Linked DNA regions of Danio rerio: region 2 is linked to region 1. A link is a contact called in public Hi-C data. All regions are on one chromosome and are shown on one strand. The core of a region is the stretch at or near the end of the contact, and the rest is flanking DNA. Distances in the headings are between cores, read along the strand shown.

Region 1 (6,914 bases), core at 2,108-4,607:
CAACATTGATTAGGCAGTAACTGAGAGCAAAACATGGGCAGTGCTTGCCCTGCATCCTCGTTATGTCGTTTCTATTGGCTTTCTGGCCATTATTAATGTAAATCTATTGCATTTGTAAATCTGGAATAGAAACTACTTTCCAATTAGTTATTTTGTGTTTTTATGTCCGAAATTTTATTTTGCATGATATTGCTATCAAAATATAAAACACATACCCAGGAGACGTGTGGCTTTTGACTTATAACTTTTCTGTATTGCTCCAGGACCAATTTCATATATTTATGAAATAATAAAATCTGGACGAAGCAGTGGCGCAGTAGGTAGTGCTGTCACCTCACAGCAAGAAGGTCGCTGGGTCGAGCCTCGGCTTCGTTGGTGTTTCTGTGTGGAATTTGCATGTTCTCCCTGCGTTCGCGTGGGTTTCCTCAGGGTGCTCCGGTTTCCCCCACAGTCCAAAGACATGCGGTACAGATGAATTGGGTTGGCTAAATTGTCCGTAGTGTATGAGTGTGTGTGTGAATGTGTGTGTGGATGTTTACCAGAGATGGGTTGCAGCTGGAAGGGCATCTGCTGCGTAAAAACTTGCTGGATAAGTTGTGCAAGTTTTTTACACTACTTAAGAATCTATAGGTTTTTTTTGTTTTTGTTTTGAACATTATAAAATCTAGATGCTGGAATAATAAAGCCTAACGTGTCTTCTTTCCAAAGATATATGAACTGTGAAGGTAGACCAAATTACTCAGCAACTGTTACTGTTTTATATTGGGAAGGTAATTTTTAAAATGCCTCTGGCGGTGAGGACAAGTAGGACACCGATATAGTCTCAGAAAACCTTTTACAGAAATCTTATTTTGCATGCTATCTTTATTAAATTTGAAATATAAACTTATGAGAGACTAGGCTTTGTTTGTTTATGAAAAAACAAATATTAAAAACACTACAATTTTTCTTTCTCATTACTTCATAATATATAACTTTTCATATTTTTTTAGCATGAAACTTTCTAGATGGATTCAAAGTGTCTTCTTTCCAATGATATTTAATTTTTGTTTGTAGCTCACTGGGGTCAAGGACTTTTACTATTTAAAGTTAGGTAGGTGTAAATACCCAAAAATGAGTACTGGCTAACACAAGTAACTACTAAAATGAGGGAACAAATTCTTGATTATACACATACTTGTTTTCTAAAAAGCTTCTCAAAATAGTGTAGAAATGACAAGTGTAGTCAAAATGACTGAAAACACCATCCAATTATGGCTACCAGTTGTTTTAAGTTCTTAGACAATATTTGGTTTTATACAAATTAAAATCATTTGGGTACATAGGGACTGAATAAAGTGAGTGAAACACAACATCTGCATAAATCAACAACAAGGGTTTTGGTAAACTAAATGTTGATGATTTAAATTTGCACTAAAATTATATTTCTGATGAGTACAATTAAATTGACATAATTGACATGAATATGACATGATTAAATATCATATTAAATATGACATGATCTTTTCATCAAGATATAAACCATACCAAATAAAGCCAAAACATTTGTATTGCTTCCTGGTGGGTGGCTGCAGCACATATCATAAAAAAATTGTACAAATGTAACAAATACATTTTCAAATGAGCTTTTTCCATAAACGATTTAGATAATTTTAGGTAGTACTTATTTTAATTCACATGCTGAAGTACGTTTATATGTGTATTATGTAAGTTTGACACCCAGCGGTTGAACTTACATTACATTCCTGGATTAAAAAAAACATTGGTTGTCAGATTGAGGACCACCAGAAGCGAGTCTGACAATCGAGCCTAAAGGCTGATTTAAGTCATGTTCTATATAAAAGTAACAGCACACGATAGAGTTTTTGTTCTAACCAACACCTTAAATTAATATATTAGAAATGGCTTGCAGCTGAATAACAGCAAACTGGCAATGCTTACCTCAGGTAAACCTCATGTGCTTTTACTTATGTTAAATGTGTTAAAACCAAAACAAAGACAGATATTCTGGCACGTAACACATTTTCAAAGCAGAAAATCTGACTTCAGCATTGTTTTTCAGATAACCAAGATTGTTCAAGTGGCATGTTTCTTAAATATTTGCAAACATATTATGGTATTTTATGCTTTAGAATTGTCAAAAACTTATACAGAACATTTAAGTGTAAAGTGTTTATTTTTCTAACACGTTTGCTTTTAGTTAATTGTCACATGTGTATTTGCAATTAGGCCGAGAAGGGTATAAATGGAGGTCAGAGCCAGGTTCAAATGGTTTGGTCAGCTCAAAGTGGGTGGGACTTAAGCTCCAAGGGGGCTGAACACACCTCCTGGAGTTTTCATTTATCTTGTACATAACATGGAGTCCAACCTACTGTGTTTTATGAATGTCTACACCTACCCTAACCCTAAACCCAACCCTAGACCCAATCTAACAGTGACCTGTTATGTTTTATTAATGTTTATACAGTACCTACACCACCCCTAAACCCAGCCTAACTGCAGCATAAGTCCCTCCCACCTAGAGGTCTGCAGGAGGCTGCAGTCATACCTACTTGATTGGGCTAACTAGTAAACAAGAACCCTATCTAATTGGTATCGTTTCTAGTGACATCATTGCACAAGGTCACAGCAACCATACTTGGAACATTATGGCTTCAGTTTTAAATAATGAAATGAAATAGACACATTTATGAAAACTAGAGAAATAGTGTTCAAATGGACTCACTTGTTTGTGTAGTGTGCGCTGCTTGGACTCTGGACTGTCCCCTTTGGAGGACGAAGACTGTTGCCTCAGTCTAGTGCCGCTGCTGGGCCAGTCAGGAGACGATGACATCATACTTCCACTGGAGGGCCGTGGATAGGGAGCAGTGTTGAGCATGTTTGGTGGAGTGCGGCCTCTTGTAATGGCTGGAGGTGGTTGGTCTATCCGGCGCTGCGGGCCAGCACTGTTCTGCCGCGGTACATTGGTCTGGTGTTGGGTCTCTGTAAGTGACAGCTGTCGACGTGTAAACTCTCCAGGACGTTGAATAAATTCATCCCCACTACTGCCCCCTCCGCCGCTCGCCCCTGTGCTGGACTGGCTTATAAACGGGTGCTTTGGCCCCGCGGTAGCTGCTTCCTCTGCATTGCTGCTGATGGAACTCTGGCATTCAGATCCTGAATCGGCCACTGCACGGGGTGACACAGGCAATCCGGCGGCCATCTGGTACACAGGGTTCTGGAAGGAGAGCGGGGCAAGCAGCTGGGACCTTCCTGGGGCAGACTCTGTGCTCGGGGTGGTGGGGGTCTGACCTGCTCTCCTCAGGGTTGGACCACTGGGCGTGTTGCCCTTTATGGTGCGGGTGGTCCACATTCCTGCGCTCTGGCCAGCAGACGCCTGGCTGTCGTTGATGGGGTCACTGAAGGAGGTGTTGGCAGCGCTCTCTAGAGAACGGCTGTCCTGCAGGTCCACCATTGACAAGCTCTTGCTACCGTTGGGGATCTGAACATCTGGCTCGTTGGCCTCGGAGTAACTGGAGCTGCGGGCGGGTGACGGCTGAATCACAGAATTCCTTGTGACAAAGAACAGGTCCTTGTTTTCGGGGGTCGGCGAGGGCAGTCGAGTGAAATCCACCAGCCTGTCCAAAAGATGACAGGACAAAATGAAGATCACAGCTGTTTTTTTATTATTCAAATTAAACTCATTATCTAGCTCAGGGGTGTCCAATTATTCTCCTGGAAGGTCAATGCCCTGCAGAGTTCTGCTCCAATCAAATTATCTACAAGTTTCTGTTGTGTCTAAAGACCTTGGTCACGTGGTTTAGGATTTGTTTCAGTTTGGTAGGAGCTAAACTCTGCAGGGCTGCTAGGTCAGAAATCACATATTGCACTTGCTTACTAGGCTTCTCTCAAAATTTCTTGCTGTGATTAATTGCTTAAACTTTTGTCATGATACATGGTATCATCAATATATTGAGCTGCAAAAAAGATTACTTTAACAGGCAGAATAACCTAAAATACCTACTGTTTTACTTTAAAGCAGAGATGCCTAAAGTTGGCCCATGGTAACCTTTGATTTGGCCCACCCTCCCATCAGAAAAGAGTGGGAGCAGGGATGGGAATGTGGAATGGAAGGTGGTTTGACAGAGATTGTAAGATTAACGTTGACAAATTCAACGTAAATTTTTGTTTGTTTGTTTTGTGACTGAACAATAAAACAATAAAAAGCCAACTGAAATGAAATGTTTCAAATAAATGTTATAAATGAATCAGACTTTTAAAATGTGAATACTGTCACTTGTCAAATAGAGGACAATGCACAAGACATCTGCGAGCAAATCAAGGCAAAGCCAAGAGCAGCTCGACTATATTAAACATTGAATTGCATTGTGTTATAAATGTGATTGTTTATTTTTTATTTTTTTCTACTTTTCTGGTAATTTTTAATATTAGCTAATAAATTAGGAAATTACCCTTGGCAAACTTAATGTAATATATATATATATATATATATATATATATATATATATATATATATATATATATATATATATATATATATATATATATATATATATATACATACATACATACACACATATATATATATATATATATATATATATACATACATACATACACACATATATATATATATATATATATATATATATATATATATATATATATATATATATATATATATATATATATATATGGCTCATAGCCCTCAATCAAGGTTGGTTTTTGGCCGGTTTGGACACCCCTGCTTTAAAGTGTTACCTATTTTGTAATATATTGAATATTTATTTATTTATTTATTTATTTATTTATTTATTTATTTATTTATTTATTTATTTATTTATTTATTCTGAACATGTATATGCAATTAAGGGTGCACTCACACTATGCTATCCAAACCATGACCAGGTGCGTTTCCTGGTTTGTTTGACAAGTATGAGTGCTCCAAATCGGGCCCAGGTGCGGTTCAGTTGGCCGGCCCTGGCCCGGTAGGAAGAGGTGTGCCAGAGGTTAGGCTTTGGCGTGGTACGCTTTTAGTGTGAGCGCAAATCGTGCCTAAGCCCGAAACTGAAGACGCAACGTCACTTTTAAGGGACTGTTTCAGATGAGTTTATTAATCATTCTTACTTTTCAATGAACGTGAACTGTCATAGTTTATTACAGGCGCAAACCCCTCACTGCACGACAGCAAACCTCCTAATATCTGCAGTGTGAGGGCTTTTATGATAACTTATGAATGCAAAAGTTGTGGATCTGTTCTGCAAAATATTTGATTGTGTGTCACTGCATCCGTAACGACTAAAAATAATACAAAACTATATAACTAAAGCACATCCACTGTGTTGAGTGAGAGCGCTTCTCTCTGTTCAACTGAACAGCGCACCATCGATGACAAAAGCGTACTCTGTCTCGGATGCAATGTGAGTGCAAGCCGTTGGGAAAGAGGGGACAACTGCGCTTCGGCACGGTTCAAGGCAACTGTACATAGTGAGAGTATGCCCAAAGTCTCATTAGAAAACTTTAATGCATTAAATTTCACAGTGTGAAATAGGCATATTATAGTTATGTTAAAGTTAAGTAAAAAAATTTATTGAATTCATTCACACTCATACACTATGGACAATTAAGCCTACCCAAATCCCCTATACCGCATGTATTTGGACTGTTGGGGAAACTGGAGCACCCGGAGGAAACCTACACAAACGCAGGGAGAACATGCAAAGTCCACACAGAAATGCCAACTGACCCAGCCGAGGCTTGAACCACTAACCTTCTTGCTGTGAGGCTACAGCACTATCTATTGCACCACTGTGTCACCCTGTTCTTACATCGACTTTAGTTAAATTAACTGATGTTAACAAATGGAGCCTTATGATAGTTAACAAATACACTGTATATATATATACACACACACACACACACACACACACACACACACACACACACACACACACACACACACACACACACACACACACACACACACACACACACAAACACACACACACAAACACACTCACAAATATATACATATACATATATACATATCTCCTTTTAAGTCTTCAAGCATTAATGAACCACCACTAATAAAACCGTCAGAATATTCCTAAAAGGGAACTCTAAACGTTTAAATAATAAATAACTATTATTCACAGCACTGTTAAGTGCCACATTATTTTCTTTATCACAATATATTAAATTACTGAATAGCAGCATAAATGTCTATACTTTACTATACAGAATATTTGACAAATAAGTGTTATAATTATAGTATTAAGTATTATAATTATATTAAAAGTATAGTCAAAAACAACCCTTGACCTATTACTTCCAGGGAGTTTTCTCTATCTCAAGAGACCCCAGTAAATGATTTAAGAATGACAATAAAGCAATGCAACTGATGTTAGGACACTTAGCAACATGAGAAATGCACAGTACATACATTTTTTTACAAACATTAAAAATATAAGCAACATTTTAGAAGTCCTAAGCAATTGCTTATTCAAAATAAATACCTACATTGCAAGAGAGAGTACAATTCCTATGCAGCCCATGACACATCTGATCTAGCTAATTTTCATGGCTAATGAATGTGTGCTGATATGATAGCTGTCTGAACACTGACAAAAAAATGTCTTTTGATTTAAAACTATGTAATAAAACTCTACAATCCCAGTGTAAGAGAATAATATATGTATAAAGAGATCTGAGAGTACTTATTAAAACATGTGCAGTCATTACCAGATGCAAGTAATCTTCCCTGAAAGTGATCATTGGAGGAGCAGGGATTTTTATATGAGTCAGGACACATTTTCTCGTCTTCAATTTTACCCTATTCCACAACAGCATGATGAAGATTTTACTAGCTTGCAGTTTTCTTCCCCCAGCTCAATTTACATTTCACACTGTCACAT
Region 2 (6,914 bases), core at 2,274-4,773, 690 kb after region 1:
AGTAGCTATATTTCCATTCAAAAATGTGAATTAAATTTGTGCGCCAAACTGAAATATTGCATAAAAGAAGTGCAAATAAAGAAAAGGTTTTTATCCAACAAATCAAAGAGAACAAAATCGTCACTTTCTGATTAACTGGCGGCAAATATCAACAGTAAAAACAGAATTTACTGCAGTAGGAGAAGCTGCTTCAATCTTTTCTTTATTTAATAAATGACTTGCATCTCAAAAGACGACACGCAGTGGTGTTAAGGCCATGAGATGCAGAGCGCAGATGCTCTTGACAGTTCTGGAGGAAATAATAATATAATAACACCAATACTGAAATGGTTAAGGCGTTTTAGAATGATCAAAACAACATTTCAGATGTTTTACAATGCGTTCAGCCTGCTGGTTTGTCCATTCACACATATTTGTGTCATCACATGATCTCTTGGAGCATATTCACATGACCCTTTTAATGTGTATATTGAAATTTTTTAAGTGAAAGTGTTTCCATTGTAGTTTATGCCCATCTTTTCTTTTCAAAAAAAAAAAGTTTATCCCACTCAGTTATGTGCATACGTTTTTTATGCGCATTTTCAAAACTTACGTTAGTCTTGGCATTTCCAATCAAAAAATTTTAAGCGCATATTCAAAATGAGCATAAAAATAAGTGGATGGAAACATAACTACTGATTCATTTTACCGGAAGTGACAAACCTAAAGATTTGAATGTTTATATCTTCTAAATGTCTTTAAGCTAACTAATTTTTTTAAAGCTAACTCTAGGTTAGCTTGAAGATAACCTTAAGATTAACACATTGATACTAACACCAAAAAACTTTCATTTTAATTTCATGGGGATTTTAAATATTCAGTAAAAACCCATAAAAGGTTTTTTGAGCAAACAAAGAAATCACATGAACAAAAAATTTGGTGCTGCGTGAATATTAAACCAACTTCTCTTTTAAGATAACTGTCACATTCTCTCTAGGTTAAACCACAAAAAACAAATCTTTAAATGTTGGTTATTTTTGTGCATGTAAACAGCAGAGGAAGAAATTACATGTATCAGAATATTAGATCTGTGAAAAAGCATCTCTTGGACAACACATTCACACAACTCAACCAGGCCTTGTTCCCTTGGGCTGGAATTATTTAAGCGTAGGATATCATGATCTGTAAATTCCTGGAAGATATTCAGGACTTCCATCGATGCATTTGCATTCAGAAACAGTGCTTACTGATATAGAGAATAATATCACTGATATTGGAGTAGGCTGCATGAATCTTTTACATGTTCAAAAATGCAACATCATACACTAAAGGAGTTTTCAAATGCGATTCCGGTAGAAAGCTGTGCATTCTTATGGATGTCATGTTTACGGATGCACAACAACACATATTTTAATTAACAATCTGCCATTTTGAACAGATTTAAGGTTTATTATGCCTACAGTGACAGCTCAGTAGGGTTTGGAAAAGAAGCTTATGAATTATGAAATATGAAGTCAGTCGCTGTGTGTAAATAGTCTACTGAATTACATTTACACTCGAATTCTGCACTGACACAAGGTCAGCGAACAACTAATCGGCCAACTGTGCTATTCTAATTACCAGAAAACTTTAAAGAAATCTGCTGAATCAGATTCATGCGTCACTGGACTTTTGCAGGAGTGATAAAACAGTGCACATATTCATCAGAAGAAAAGAACATAAATGGAGTGCAAATACCTGGAGATCAATTAGACGCTGCTTTATGTCATAAAAATCAACCTTGCTGTGGTCAACCATTTTGTTGGCACATTATAACGCTCGATTTTCATTTATTTTGTCAGGTCAGACAGAATGAAAGGACCACGAAGGTAGCCACTTTTAAAAAGCAATTCACTGAAAAATTATGGGCCAATTTTGAATGGTTTTTCTACCTCAGAAAATCACCAGCAGCGAAACAGAAATAACATCCTGGAAAAACTATTTGGGACAAAGCTGAAATAGCACCGTGAATGGTGAGAATAAACAAAGTTTCATTCGCTGAATTCCAATGTGGGACAAAACACTCAATTAGAACACACAACGCTTTTCCTCAAGTAAACACTGACTGCTCCAAACATCACTGTGATTCTTTAGCTGTCAAACCAAACAGGAACACACAGATTCAAAATTAGCTATAACACAAAAGATGACACTAAAAAAACTGAACAACTAAGAACTACTAAGATATAGAGTTTAGTAGCATAATAAGATGCATAATAGACACCTTCAAATATATATAGGCTATGCTCAATGTCAAGTTTAGGCGAAAGAACTTTACATATAGTATATATATAAACTGAAATTCACCTCTGAAAACTGGATTGAGACAGTTTCAATTTAGAACTTCTATGTCAAGCTGCTTTTACACTACATTGTAAAAGCGATATAGAAATAAAGAGGAATTGAATTGAATTGATTTACATATTCATATAATTACAAAAGTGTATTTATTATATTAGGTTTTTTATTGTTTTCTGATGCTTTTTTATGTTCTTCATGGGCGGTGGTGTAACGTAAAATCTACTGTGACATTTTGAATGACAAAATAAAGGAAACTGAAACTGAAAAACTGCAAAATCAACTAAAATACATATTCACAGCAAATTATAATATCAATGTGATCAGGGATGGGCAGTATTTATAATACAAGTGTTTCAAATACAAAATAGTATTTTGTCATTTGTATTTGATAGGGTTGAAGAAAATGTCTTGATATGAAGTATCAAAATACTTAAGTGTCTCATATTTTTGTATTTTCAAAATACTGTAAAATATTGTAATAAAAAGTCTACAGTACATTATGACATCTTAAAATTGAGGCCTCTGACTGGTGCTTTCTCAGCTATTTGCCTATAAACTTCAGATCAGAACAGAAAACTGAACGAATTAAGTGGGAAGAAAATTTGTTATTAAACTGTTTACTTCACTAAGTCAGTTTAATGATGAAGGAATTGATCTAATAGACCTATTGATGGAAAGTTTGCAAAGAAATGTCATGCTACCTTTTAAAATGACTTTGTAGTATTTTTAAAATACAGTAAATACAGTATAAATACACTATCATAATATAATATGTACTAGTACTATAGTAACAGTATCTATCCAAAACAACACAGCAACTGCTTATGCAGCAACATACAAAATATAATAACAACCCCATAGTCTAATAACATCCAAGCTAAAATAATAGTCGCCTGGCAAGTAGCAACCACACAGAACACTCACTCTAATAAGTTAGTAAACACCCTAGAAACAACACAAAAAAACACCGAGATATGAGCTCTAAAACATGGCGTGACTTCCTCCTATTAGCAGGTACGATTTTCATCAAAATCATGGCAGTTTAGGTAAGAGGTCCAAGCAATTGCTAATATGTTTGTTTTGACTAGTGAATAAATGTACATTGGGAAGTTGTTAACGACATCTTACCTTATAAAATGATGTCGTGGTTGCTTACTTTACTGCATTTCCAGCTGTCTTCCCAAAACTTAGTAATTAGTGGCGAAAAACTAAAAAAAGTGGCGCCCTCTGTTGATCCTAAGAAGAAGCACATTAGGGTCGTTTATTTAAAAATGTATTAAAAAATTAAGTAATATTGTTGTAAATACGATGAATAAGCCAATCATTTTACTTCTTTAGACTTCAGTGTTTTAGTAAGGATTGAGGTATTAATTTCGTGGTATAACATTAGCCTTTGATGCTGATAGCTGTTGACTTGCATTTTATAAATCACCAAGTAGACCTATAGACGATTTAATCTAAAAATCTACAATCTATAAAATAAAGAATCACCTGCATCTTAAATGCTTGAGGGTGAGTAATTTAGCAGCATATCCTAAATTTTTGGGTGAACAATTCATTTTGATTGGAAGAAAGATTACGCTATGACATTATTTATCAATCAAACGTTTAGACTGCCTATTAGAAATATTCAGATTGTTCTTTATAACAGCATATGAATTAATACTTAATTTTGTGTAAATACTTGGAAATTAATCTGGCTTCACGTTGCAAATTCTGTGACTTTTTATAAGCCTTTTGTTCATGAACTCATGTACAGTTCAGTTCCATTTGTTAACAACAGTTATTTTAGCTAAAGTCAATGTAATGAAAACTGCAAAAGAATTTATTAATGCTAGATAATATGTAGATGATCGCACTCAAAAGTCATAATTGTTTTATTCAATGAAGTTAATAACAAATTAAAATTCAGTTCAGTTAAGTATTTTTTATTTCAGTTTTTGAAGTTTTCACATGAAATGTCAATTACAACATTCATTTTCTAATTATCCTTCCTTGTCGTTGCTAACACTACCCCGAATAAACACTACCCTCCCTATATCTTCCCATTGAAAAACTAAAACTTAATTAATAATTTAAAAAAATAATTTAAATTAAAAAGCAAAAGAAAAAAACTGAATAATAAATGTTCATATGTTATGGCTCAGTAAAAGAATCAAGTTAGAGTTATCCAGCAGATAATCTAAAAAGGGGCGCCACACCTTGTCAAAGGTCTTTAAAGAACCAGTAAGTGATAGTCTATTTCTTTCTTTCTTTTCGGCTTAGTCCCTTTATTAATCAAGGGTCGCCACAGCAGAATGAACCGCCAACTTATCCAGCATATGTTTTACGCAGGGGATGGCCTTCCAGGTGCAACCCATCACTGGGAAACATCCATACACATTCATTCACACTCATATACTACAGACAATTTAGCTTACCCAATTCACCTATACCATGTCTTTGGACTGTGGGGGAAACCGGAGGACCCGGAGGAAACCTACGCCAACACAGGGAGAACATGCAAACTCCACACAAAAATGCCAACTGACCCAGCCGGGACTCGAACCAGCGACCTTCTTGCTGTAAGGCAATTGTACTACCCACTGCACCACCATGCTGTCCAGTAATAGTCTAATCTTTTCCAATTTAATGCAAGTAAACACTTCTTTCATCCATGCGTAAAAATAAGGTGGAGAGACGTGATTCCACTTTAAAAGGATTAGATGTCTTGCCTGGAAAGTAGTAAAAGCTAAAGCCTTTTGGACAAATAGTAACTGGATGCAGCCTTTATGATGCAAGCTGAGATTGCATCACTCAGCGATGCAATGTCAGACTCAATGCACTCAATGAAGCGAGTGACATCACTGTGATGGGTAGGGTTAGGGGTGGGGTTAGGTGAGCTCATTAAAAATCATTGGATGCAGCTCAGATTGCACTGCACCGAGTCTGCAGTTGGACTCTTTTGGACCATTACTGAAAGGTTAGCATCTACTGCCAACCCAAAAATGACCAGAAAAGCAAATAGTAATAAAAAAAAAAATCAGTTTATAACATAACTTTAATGAGGCTATATCACAATGCTGTTTTAAATGCACTAATGTTTACTAATGGAAACTATCGTAAAGTTTAAACTGTTTAATTTAATTTGGTTGAAACGTTTACTCTGAACATGATCAACCTATACAAGAAAGAAATAAACCAAGTAATTTTTGGTTATTATTGAATTGAATCTTTTTTTAGCTTAGTTTAATATCATGATATTACATCATGACGAAAGCTTTAGCAAATTAATTGTAAACAGGAATATTACCTGCAGAGCCTAGTCTTAAGAATAATAAATGCAATTAATATTATTGTATGTGACCTAAACTAAACCAACAGTTTATGAGTTATTCAGAATTTTGTGTATAAATTTATCTTATTACCTTTATAACTGTCTAATTTATTAAATGGTAGGCTAACAAACACATAACTTCAGCTTCTTTCTTCTCACCGTCATCTTTGGATGGACTTTATGGATGTTTCTCTGTCTAAGATCAGTCAAGACTTTAATCTGATAGCAATTGGACTTTGCTGCCAGAGCAATTTTGTGGTTCTCATGGAGAGGTTTAGCTGTGGCTGAACTAAGTCTGACTGGGTTGACGGCCATACTGTCCCAAAAGACAGCTTGTGTGCAAGTCTCAGTTCCTATCCCAGTGTTTATATAAAACAACATGGGATTAGGGAAACATTAAGGAAGAATATTAAAGAAAGCATATCAAACAGAGACAAAATAAATCATTTACTCAATCTTAAATGGTTTCAAACTATTTTATTTTTATACATTTTTGTGGTTTCCTCTTTTTCTGCTTTACAAAAGAAAGATTTTTTGAAGAATGTTAGAAACTGGTAGCCATTGACTTCTATAGTATATTATAGTATATGATCATATCACCCCAATTTTATCCTCCTTACACTGGCTGCCTGTTAAGTTTCGTATTGAATTTAAAATATTACTTCTCACCTATAAAGCTCTAAATAATCGAGCTCCTGTTTATCTAACCAACCTTCTGTCTCGCTACAATCCAACTCGCTCTTTAAGATCTCAAAACTCAGAACTTCTGGTAGTACCTAGAATAGCAAATTCGAGTAAATGAGGTCGAGCCTTCTCTTTCATGGCTCCTACACTCTGGAATAGCCTTCCTGATAACGTCCGAGGCTCAGACACACTCTCCCAGTTCAAAACTAGATTAAAGACCCATCTGTTTAGTAAAGCATACACTCAATCCATCACCTAGTGGGTTCCAAACAGGCTTCTGCATCTTGCTTATATACACTATGAACAGCAGCTACGCTAATTATTCTCTTTATTCTCTATTTTCACCTGGGGATACTCATCCCGAGGTCCTCAGATTATGCAGAGTCACTGATTGGATCCAAGACCAGCGACGAGATGATCCCAAGGTTTCCATATCCGGGACCAGGCCATATCCTGAGCTGCTGCTGCACTGATGGTCATGGGAAGTGGAGAACATGAGACTGATTCAGCGACGCTCCAGGGACATACGAGTCTTCGCTGAGGCCATCTTCCAGCCCACCGCGGTGACTGAAGCTCTGCACAAGACTTTTGGCCA

The links. Hi-C and Micro-C count contacts between places; a contact is called where the count stands out from the background.
Region 2: a Hi-C map of embryo shows a contact between it and region 1, with 4 times the contacts expected there. The contact joins the promoter of fibcd1a here to the enhancer-like site in region 1. A contact is called at or near these places in 3 of 18 Hi-C or Micro-C datasets (caudal fin, embryo and hematopoietic stem cells).

What each region holds. Positions count from the first base shown.
Region 1 is chr8:13,724,409-13,731,322 of GRCz12tu, forward strand. dab2ipa (DAB2 interacting protein a) reads right to left here. Exons shown (of 18, transcript XM_017357419.4): 14 at 2,726-3,617. Among named protein-coding and RNA genes, the nearest start is that of endog, 32 kb to the left of the region's middle. Within about 2 kb of position 3,358, at least 3 of the 62 cell types and tissues checked have an H3K27ac peak or open chromatin away from gene starts, as enhancers often do.
Region 2 is chr8:14,412,259-14,419,172 of GRCz12tu, forward strand. It overlaps fibcd1a (fibrinogen C domain containing 1a), which reads right to left and starts at 3,524. Exons shown (of 10, transcript XM_073910115.1): 1 at 3,448-3,524.